3 separate regions of the Mus musculus genome follow, and regions 2 and 3 are each linked to region 1. Evidence: chromatin contacts called from public HiChIP or PLAC-seq data. All regions are on one chromosome and are shown on one strand. The core of a region is the stretch at or near the end of the contact, and the rest is flanking DNA. Distances in the headings are between cores, read along the strand shown. Region 1 holds the start of Slc16a3 (solute carrier family 16 (monocarboxylic acid transporters), member 3). Region 2 holds the start of Mafg (v-maf musculoaponeurotic fibrosarcoma oncogene family, protein G (avian)). Region 3 holds the start of Notum (notum palmitoleoyl-protein carboxylesterase).

Region 1 (2,895 bases), core at 219-2,718:
TCCCGGAACACCGGCATACTGTGGGGTCCCACGCACTGGCCCCTTCAACATTACTTCTTGATGGTTCTAAGGCCTACTGTGCTTTCTCCTCGCTGCCCCTCGAAATTTAGGCATCCAAGCAGTGAGATCGTTTTTACGGGGAGCAAGCCCTGCCCAAGGTCACTGGTGATGTGGCCAAGTCCATCTTGGAACCAAACCACTGGTTATTCAAAGTCCTTGCCAAGAAGGGGCCACATGTATCTCGGTAGTGTCCTCAGTGCCCCTTAAGGGGTAGACTCATCCTTTGCACAGCATCCTAGCTGTGCACTAGTCACTGCTCATCCTGAGTGAGTCCACACACTTTTAGGACTGTCCTCGTTCCTCAACACGGACGGACCCAGCACCCACGGGACACCAGCCAACTTTGGGCCTGTACAATGATGCCGGGAGCCCTCGGGGATAACCTGCTCCCAACAGAAGAACTTTGGGAAAGCTAATGAGCCTGTGTTATGGGGAGAACCTTGCCGTTACGCTCAGACCAACCTGTTGTCCTGAAAGGGTTCCTGTCGGCCTGGGCCCTGCTGCCCTCTCCTTGCTTGTCACCCAGATTCCAAGCACTATCAGCTGTCCAGAGTTAACAGTTTCTTGAGCCTGTCTGTTGACTGGACCAGCATCCAGGCAGGCGCCTAGTCAACCCACTTGTCAGGTAAGAAAACAGACCGTGCCTGGTTTTCCTATCGGATGAGAATAGAGCAAACAGAGCCCACTCCGGAGGAAAACCCCACTTTCATGTGCCTAGTTTGGGTTAATAGTGGTGGCTGGGTAAGAGTTGATGAGTTTAAGATGGTAGAAAAGGTGGATGTAAAGAGATGAAAGAGACCCGAGGGCATACCTCCCCCAACGTGGCACCATTCCGAAGCGCACGTGTCCCTCTCTCTCACTGGGCGGCCTGCTGACGCCCGCTGGAGATTCGGGGTTCCAAGGAGGCTGTAGCATTCCCACCAAATATAGCCCAGGTTCCCCGGCCGTCCGGCCACGCTCCAACCCTCTTGGGCCGAGCTATTTATACTCTGGACGTTTGGTCGCCCAGGGCAGCTGCCCTCCTGGACGAAGCCCAGCCCCCGAGGGCTACCGGATGGATAGATAGGCGTCTACGAGGGCAGGGAAGCAGGATGCAAGCGCGCAACTGGCTGTTCATGGCCCTTTGGTGGAGCCGCAGTGGTGAGAAGGTTCTCCAAGTCAAGAAAGAATGGGGCTGGAGAACCAGGAGGAGAGAGGGTCAGGGGCCGGGAGCTCCAGGTCTGGATCCCCCGCCTGATGATCGAAGGCCCCAAACCTTGGGCGACTGGAGGCGGGGGGAGGGTCCCAGCCTCGCTCCGCGCGCCAAGCATCTCGCCGCGCCTACCTGTTACCGCCAGCCGCTGTATCTGCCTCTGTCCGCCTTGGCTGCCCGGCGCCGCGCCGGGGGCGACTTTAAGTGCTCTCATCCGTCGCGCGGCACGTCCCCCGCGCACGTCACCGCTGCCTGGCGCCGCCCCTGCCCTCCCCACCCGGACCCCGCGCCGCTGCCGGAGGGGGCGCCCTGGCCGCTGTTCCCCGACGGCGCGGACAATGCCATCTCCACTTAACAGGGAGACCAGGCTGGCACTCGCTCTATAGGCGCCCGGGGCCCGGGCCCCACCCAACGCAGACCTTCTCACTGTTCTCTTCCGCGCCCTTGGGCCGTGACTACCCACCTCTGCTTCCCATTCTACCCTCCATTTATCCCCTCCCAAGACTGTGGGCTCCTTCCATGATTCCTGCAAGAGAGTGGCAATGTCCTCGCTATCTCCGAGACTGGGACCTTTTGCCCTCCAGACCCTGGCCTTCTGGCCTGCGCCTTCTGCCGGGTGGCACACGCCCCCACCACACCTCATGCACACAGGGCTCCTGCCGCCTGCCTACTTCGGACTTTCGCCCCATCCAAACCACCATACCTTGCTCGTGCCTCAGCCTGGGCTATTGTGTGGCTGTGGCAGCTGTCTTCCCTAGTTAGGAAGACTCAGGCACCTTGGACTGACCGGGGATCTTGGGCAAGGCTGTCAACCTCCCTGAACTTCCGTTTTCCCCTGTGGTCGGGGCCCTGCAACAAAGTCAGATACAGGCACTGACACAGCCCTGCTCTGTCGCCCCTCAACTCCTATAGAAGTGATTTTTATGGGGGGATTTCTGCTCCACTCTAGCCTGTATAGCTCCCTGGGGGGCGGGGGGGGGGGCAAAGAAACCTGGTGTTTTTATTAACAAGCTGTAAGTTTAAACCGGGCAGGTTCTGAGATTGCTATAACATCCTAACTATAGACGCCACATTACTTGCCAACTGAGTCTTGCTGTGTTTGCTCTGCCCCATGAGTGTCCTCAGCGATTTTCTCTCGGCCACGTGCTCATGGTCCATCCTCCCAGACCATCCTGCCTCAAGGCAGGCCTCTTCCTTCCCCTGCCTTTTTCCTTTTCCTGGTACCTACTGGAGATACCCCTACTCATCTCAAGTTCCACCTTCCTCTCTTTCCTGCCCAGTCACAGGCTTTAGCCTTTTACTATCCAATCAGAAGTTATTGGGGAGCATTCTCCACAGCACATTGGTCAATACGCTGCCCATGTCCAGACTGCAACCTGATCTTGGGGCACAGAACTCTTGGGGCATCTGAATACACAGAGCACAAGAGCAATCCTAACACTCCCAGCCCAGTGTGGGAGATGAGGACAGGACAGCAGCTTTGCATGCTGCTCTACAAATGCTGACTTCCCGGAAAGGAACAGGATTGGGAGAGAGTAGAGCCATTCTGAGCTGGGAGAGTTCTTTCCAGTCCTCCGAGGGGTGCAAGGGGTGCCGATTCAAACCCATGCCACACAATGGAAATGACCAATGACCGGGCAGTT
Region 2 (2,895 bases), core at 276-2,775, 320 kb after region 1:
AACATCTCATTGGGTCTGGCTTACGCTTTCAGAGGTTTAATCCATTATTGTCATGGAGAGTAGCAAGACTGAATCAGGGCCGACTTGCTGCTGGAGGATGGGCTTAGTTAGAGTTCTGCATTCTGAAGGCTGCAAGAAACTGTAAGTCACACACGGGCATAGCTTGAGTATATAAGACCTCAAAGCCTGTCCCCACAGAGACAATCGTCTTCCAACAAGACCACACCTCCTAATAGTGCCATTCCCTATGGGCCAAGCATTTAGACACGGCATTTAGAATTCATGCAGGCCATTTCTATTCAAACCACCACAAGGCATAAGGAGTAATTCTCTGTATTCTGAGACTCTGGCTACAGCCAGTGAAAGATAAAAGCTCCCCCCCCCCCACTCCCCAAAGAAATACAATGTAAAGAATTACTTTTTGAGGCTGGGTGTGGTGGCACATGTTTTTAATCCCAGCACTAGAGAGGCAGAGGCAGTCGGATCTCTGAGAGTTTGGGGCCAGCCTGGTCTAAACCTTGTCTCAAGAAACCAAATTTGACACAAAGGACACACACAGGCCCCCTCCAGCCTGCTTACCCCCTTTTCCTTGTCACCTATGTTACAGAACGAGTCACCTTTTCACGATTCCCAGAGAAGACAGGGTCAAATAGAACGTTCAGAACCTCGAAATGAAAACTTGATCCCTCCTACTTTCCTTCTTTTTTACTTTTTCAACAGCAGCGAGAAGTCTCACAGAAAAAGTAGCAGCAGAATGCACCCAAAGTAGTTTCAAATGCGGCAGAGAAGGGTTGGGCAAAGTGCACAACTCCTACAGTGCACGCACACTACCCGAAGAGATGGTCCACGGCCGCAGGTGAAGCCCCTAGCACCCTCCGGAGATTAGAATCATTAGTGAGCGTCCTCCAAGCCTTCGTGTCATCGTGGATAGTTTGGGGATCTGAGCTGGGGTTGGGGCTGTGCCCCTCAACAGCCGTGTCCTTTTCAGACTGCTGACCCATTTAGAATGAGGACGTCGCAGCAGAACGGGGTAAGGAACTAAATCACTGTGTCACACCTTCAAAACAGCAAATAGGTTCCCGCGTGGTGACGCTCATCTGTGAGTTCCGCTTTCAGGGGGCCGAGGCAGGAGCATCTCAGGGAATTGAAATCCAGTCTGCTCGCTGTACAGTGAAACTATGCATCCAAGTGAAGAAAATCAAACAAACCTCCCATAGACCTCGGTCTGAGTTGGTGTGGAGATCGGGAGGGAGCTAGAGGCATCCGAGTTGGGGCCACTCCGTAGAACCTGTCTCTGCAGGAGCACGGTCAACCCGGCGAGCGCCGGGACGACTCCCGCGAGACATTGCCAGGGCGCGGCGGGCGTTGCCAAGGGCAACGGCGCGGGGCTGCGCAGGCGTGATGGGGGCGCGCTCGCCTTGCTGCCGCCTCGCCTTTCCCTTTAAGCTTAGGCCAGCCGCGTCGCCGCTTCATGAATGGAACCCACGTGACCAAACATCATGTGACGTCTGAGGAGCGGCGGCGGCGGCGGATTCTGAGCCCGGTCCGGCCCGGCCTTCCCAGCGCGCTTGGCCCGGCCCGCGCAGGCGGCCAGTCCTCCTAAGCCCCCGGCCCGGACCCTTCGCGCCCGCCCCAGCCCCGCGCAGCCCCGGAGCGCGCGCGCGCGGCCCCGCCCCAGCCCCGCCTTGGCCCGCCCGGGCCCGCAGTGTGGTGAGTGCGCGGGGCTGGGGCGGGCGGCGGGGCCTGGCCTCGGGGTTGCGGCGCACCCGACGGCAGCGCGTGCCTTGGTTTCCCCGCCAGCCGGCTGTTCGCCTGTGTCCCCCTAGAGCCGGCGGACCGGGCGACCGCGAGGCTGGGGACGGGCGTGCGCGCGGCGGCGGACCCCGGGTGCCCTGCGGGGGGCGCGATTTAAGGGCGAGCTGCGCGCGTCTGCCCGGGTCAGCGGGGTGGCCGCACCGAGCTGCTGACTCATCAGGTGTCCGTCGGCTTCCGCGCGGGCGGGGTCGCGCGCGGGCCCACAGGGGAGGCGGCGGGGAGACCCTGCTGCGCGGCTTGGGCTCGCCACGCGGGTGCGAGCCCAGCGGAGACGTGCTGAGTCATCAGCATGAGGTCACTCGGTGCTCCTGCTGACGCTGGGCCAGGGCGGGGGGCCGGGGCCCGCTATCGGCCGGTCTAGTCGGGAGACAGGGCTCGATCCGGGTGGTGAAGGTCGGGCCGGGATCCGGGGTCGTGTTTAAGTTTGACAGACCTGTGAGTTGGAGGCAAAGGCTCCGAAGGAGGCATTGCAGGGGCGCGCCGCAGGTTTCTCCCGGGGTGGAAGGTAAAGCCCCGGGCGTGCGCATCCTTGCCTGGTTCTTGGGCTCCTGGCCCGGGTCCCACAACTGGGGCAGTTCCCCAAACCCGGAGACCGATCGGTGTACGCTGAGGGGAGGAGCTTAGGTGGGCCGAGCCAGCTCGTCTGGGAAGCAAGCTTTCCTTCTCTGTGACCCTGAATGGCCAGGCTTCGTCGGTCCTAGATGGGGAAGACCGGGAGGCAGGGGGAGAAGGGTCTGTGGCTTGAAAGAAGCTGGGGCAGCTCTAACCAGCTAAGGAGAGCAGAGTGTGGATCTAGGCAGCTGGTGAGAGTTTTTGAGGTGCAACCATGGAGTAGAAGATGTAGTTTTATTTATCCCAATGTTATTCCTTTCAGAAGAGTTTGGGGTCCCACTGTTGCCTGGAGTTACCAAAAAGTGTGTGTGCCCTGTTGGGTGTCTGGAGACTCTTGGGAGGTGACAGTTTTGTGGGGTGTGGCTGAATGGCTGTTTACTGACTTATCTGTCGTGAAGGTTCTTGAACTCCATCCTACTGCTTTCCTTGCCCAGGGATTCATGTCTAGACTGTGCTTACCTTGTGGTT
Region 3 (2,895 bases), core at 186-2,685, 290 kb after region 1:
TATTTTTTTCCTTAACTTTTTAAAAAGTTATTATTTGTATGTGTATGGGTGTTTTGCCTGCACATATGTATCTGTATACCAAGTGTGTGCCGTGTGCCTGAGGAGGCCAGAGAAGGGCTTTGGATTCCCTGGAAATAGTTACAGATAGTTTGAACCACCATGTGGGATCTGGGACTTGAACTTGGGCTCTCTGTGGGAGCAGCTAGTGCTGTTACCCGCTGAGGCATCTCTCCACCCCAAAGGTGAGCTTCTAAGTGAGCAGAGCCTGGTGGTCTCTCAGCTTCTCTAAACTCAGTTCCCATCTGGAAACAGAACACACATCAGGTGCCCATGAGCAGACTCCTGTATGCTTTTTCTTGAGTGAACCCAGCATCTGACCTGGAGGCAGCCTCATTTGGGGTTCTGTAGTTTTACCCTTCTTTTTGGCTTCCGGACTGGATCTTAGGAGAACTGGCCTGCTGTGTGTGTGTGTGTGTGTGTGTGTGTGTATTGGCTCTGCAGCACAGGTGGCATCCTTCTTGACTACTCCCTAGGACTCCTCCCTAGGATCTGCAGCAGGTACCCACTAGATGAAGCAGGCTCCTCCTGTCATGAATTAGATTGTGGGCTGTAGAAGCCCTGCCCAAGGTTTGGACCCTTGTCCTGAGGCAGGTGTGTTTCCTGTCTCTAGAAAAACACTACCAGACTGCAGGCAGAAGGTAAAGAAAAAACAAGCTGCTGGCTTGTGGTGCACTTAGGGTGGGTATGCTTGGTTTTGTGCAGCCCGTTTGACCACGACTACCACCGTCATCAGTCCTGCTCCTGAGACTTTTAATTAAATTATTTATTCATTTATTTAACTTTAGAAGTCCACTGTGTAGCCATGGCTGGCCTAAAACTTGCCGCAGTCTCCTTGTCTGTGAGTTTTGTGCATGCCAAAGTTGGCTCCCAGTTTTGATTTCTGTCAGGAATTTCATTCTCGCTGGTCACCAGAGCCTGGGGATGTGTAGAGGAGGTAGTTACATTAGGTGAGATGACTTGGCAGATGGAAGGGGGTCTCCAAGACCGCAACTTCTCTGATCTTCTATCTCTTCTCCTCCAGTGGCGTCTGGGGCAGGGAGAGGTTCTTAGTGATCTTCTTCATGGAGTGCAGCAGCAAGGGACTTTACACCAAAGCCTACCAACCTTGTTAAGTAGCAGTACGGTCTCTGACCTACATGTCTCCTAACAACTGCGGCACCAGATAGGGAGACTCTACAGCGGGTTGAAGTCACACGCTCGATCCTTCCTGCAGGTCGACCCCGAAAGCCCGGCCTTGGGCCCCACCTGTCCGCTCCTCGCAGAGGCCCCCCCTGCACCGCTACTACCGGCCCCTCGGCGCGGAGCCCTGTGTCCGCCGCCGCTTTGATCCCGGGGGCCCCGCTGGATAAAAGTCTCTGGCGGCTCTACGCCAGCGCCAGAGAGGGAGCGCAGCGCAGTCGGGCGCACCAGCGGGATAGCGCAGCTCCAGCGACTTCCAGGACCTACGGTGAGCGCAGGACTCCGGGCGGTTCCAAGTATGCGAAGGGGGCCCAAGTGCGAGTCTCCCACGAATGCACGGGGCAGGGGCGCGGGAGGGAAGGCCCCAGCGGCACTAGGTGAACGTTCGCATCCTGCGCCCTGACCCGTCGGGCCGGGCAGCTGCGCAACCCGCAGGGCGCCCCCGATGCGGAAAGGCCTCTTCCTCCCCGCCCCCGAGGCGCTCCGAGGGCGGGGGTAGCGGCGCCGAGCTGGCCGCGGAGAATGGAGTTGCCCGGGGCCAGCCCGGCCGCGCTGCCCCCCACGGAGCCGGGCCGGGAGCGCCTCCGGCGGTTGCAACGGGTTAGTCCAGGCCCCTCCGTCAGACTTGTGGTTTGGGAAGAAAAGGCTAAGCCTCCGCCAAGAAAAGAGTGAGCGCAGCCCCCTCCCCCTGCCGCGCCCGGGCGGCGGCGGCACTTCTAACGCGCGGGCACCCGGGCTGCCGCGGCCCCCGCAAACTACGCCCAGCTCGGCTCCCGCCGCTCATTGGCGCGGGCCCGAGCCAGCGCACCCAGAGTCTGCATTGCCCTCGGCCGGCTACGCGCGGAGCCCGAGCTGCGGAGGCCGGTAGCGCCCGACTCCAGAGCCTCGACGCCGAGAGCCCACACTGCCGCCCGGGGCAGGGACAACGCACGGGAGCCCGAGCCGAGGAGCAGCAGTGTCTTGCGCGCCCCCTGGCCCGGCGCCCCGCGCTGCTGACGCCTCACGGCCGTCCGCTCTCCGCAGGTGGCCACAGGCCGGAGTGACATTGCCATGGGAGGAGAGGTGCGCGTGCTGCTACTGCTGGGCCTGCTGCATTGGGTTGGGGGCAGCGAGGGCAGGAAGACCTGGAGGCGCCGTGGCCAGCAGCCACCCCAGCCGCCGCCCCCGCCGCCGCTCCCGCAGCGGGCTGAGGTGGAGCCGGGCGCCGGGCAGCCGGTGGAGAGCTTCCCGCTGGACTTCACGGCAGTGGAGGGCAACATGGACAGCTTTATGGCGCAAGTCAAGAGCCTGGCACAGTCCCTGTATCCCTGCTCTGCGCAGCAGCTCAATGAGGACCTGCGCCTTCACCTCCTGCTGAACACGTCGGTGACCTGCAATGACGGCAGCCCCGCCGGGTAAGGCCAGCGCGGGGCAGGACCCCGGGAGGCCGTCAACCTGGCTTGGCTGGCCCCACCGGTGCTCCGCGCCTGGCTCGCCGTCATCCTATCGCTGGTGGCGCTCGCATCCTCTGCCTCCCCGCGCGCGTACAAACGCGGAGACTGTACTGGACCTGTCCTATTTTCAATGGCTGATCTGGTCCCTAGAGGAAAGGGTTCCACTCAGGCGTCTAGTGTTGCTAGCCCTGGAGAGAGCCTGGCTTGGAGCCTCCCAAAGCGG

The links. HiChIP or PLAC-seq counts read pairs in DNA pulled down with a chosen protein or histone mark.
Region 2: a contact with region 1 is called in an HNF4G HiChIP or PLAC-seq map of pancreatic cancer cells. The contact joins the promoter of Mafg here to the promoter of Slc16a3 in region 1. A contact is called at or near these places in 5 of 39 promoter capture datasets (cranial neural crest, embryonic stem cells, liver and 1 more), 1 of 484 Hi-C or Micro-C datasets (neutrophils), 7 of 115 datasets of contacts at active chromatin or transcription factors (the HPC-7 cell line, bone marrow-derived dendritic cells, embryonic stem cells and 3 more) and 2 of 9 other capture datasets (adipose tissue and liver).
Region 3: a contact with region 1 is called in an HNF4G HiChIP or PLAC-seq map of pancreatic cancer cells. The contact joins the promoter of Notum here to the promoter of Slc16a3 in region 1. A contact is called at or near these places in 2 of 39 promoter capture datasets (hematopoietic stem and progenitor cells and liver), 3 of 484 Hi-C or Micro-C datasets (embryonic stem cells, nephron progenitors and uterus), 3 of 115 datasets of contacts at active chromatin or transcription factors (extraembryonic endoderm stem cells, memory CD8 T cells and pancreatic cancer cells) and 3 of 9 other capture datasets (adipose tissue, liver and pancreatic islet).

Annotation. Positions count from the first base shown.
Region 1 is chr11:120,947,640-120,950,534 of GRCm38.p6, reverse strand. Slc16a3 (solute carrier family 16 (monocarboxylic acid transporters), member 3) reads right to left here and starts at 1,468. Exons shown (of 6, transcript NM_001038653.1): 1 at 1,385-1,468.
Region 2 is chr11:120,632,177-120,635,071 of GRCm38.p6, reverse strand. Mafg (v-maf musculoaponeurotic fibrosarcoma oncogene family, protein G (avian)) reads left to right here and starts at 1,525. Exons shown (of 3, transcript NM_010756.3): 1 at 1,525-1,710. It overlaps Gm17586 (predicted gene, 17586), which reads right to left and starts at 1,322. Exons shown (of 3, transcript NR_165823.1): 1 at 580-1,322.
Region 3 is chr11:120,659,733-120,662,627 of GRCm38.p6, reverse strand. Notum (notum palmitoleoyl-protein carboxylesterase) reads left to right here and starts at 1,435. Exons shown (of 12, transcript NM_001382269.1): 1 at 1,435-1,507; 2 at 2,263-2,633. The coding sequence starts at 2,290.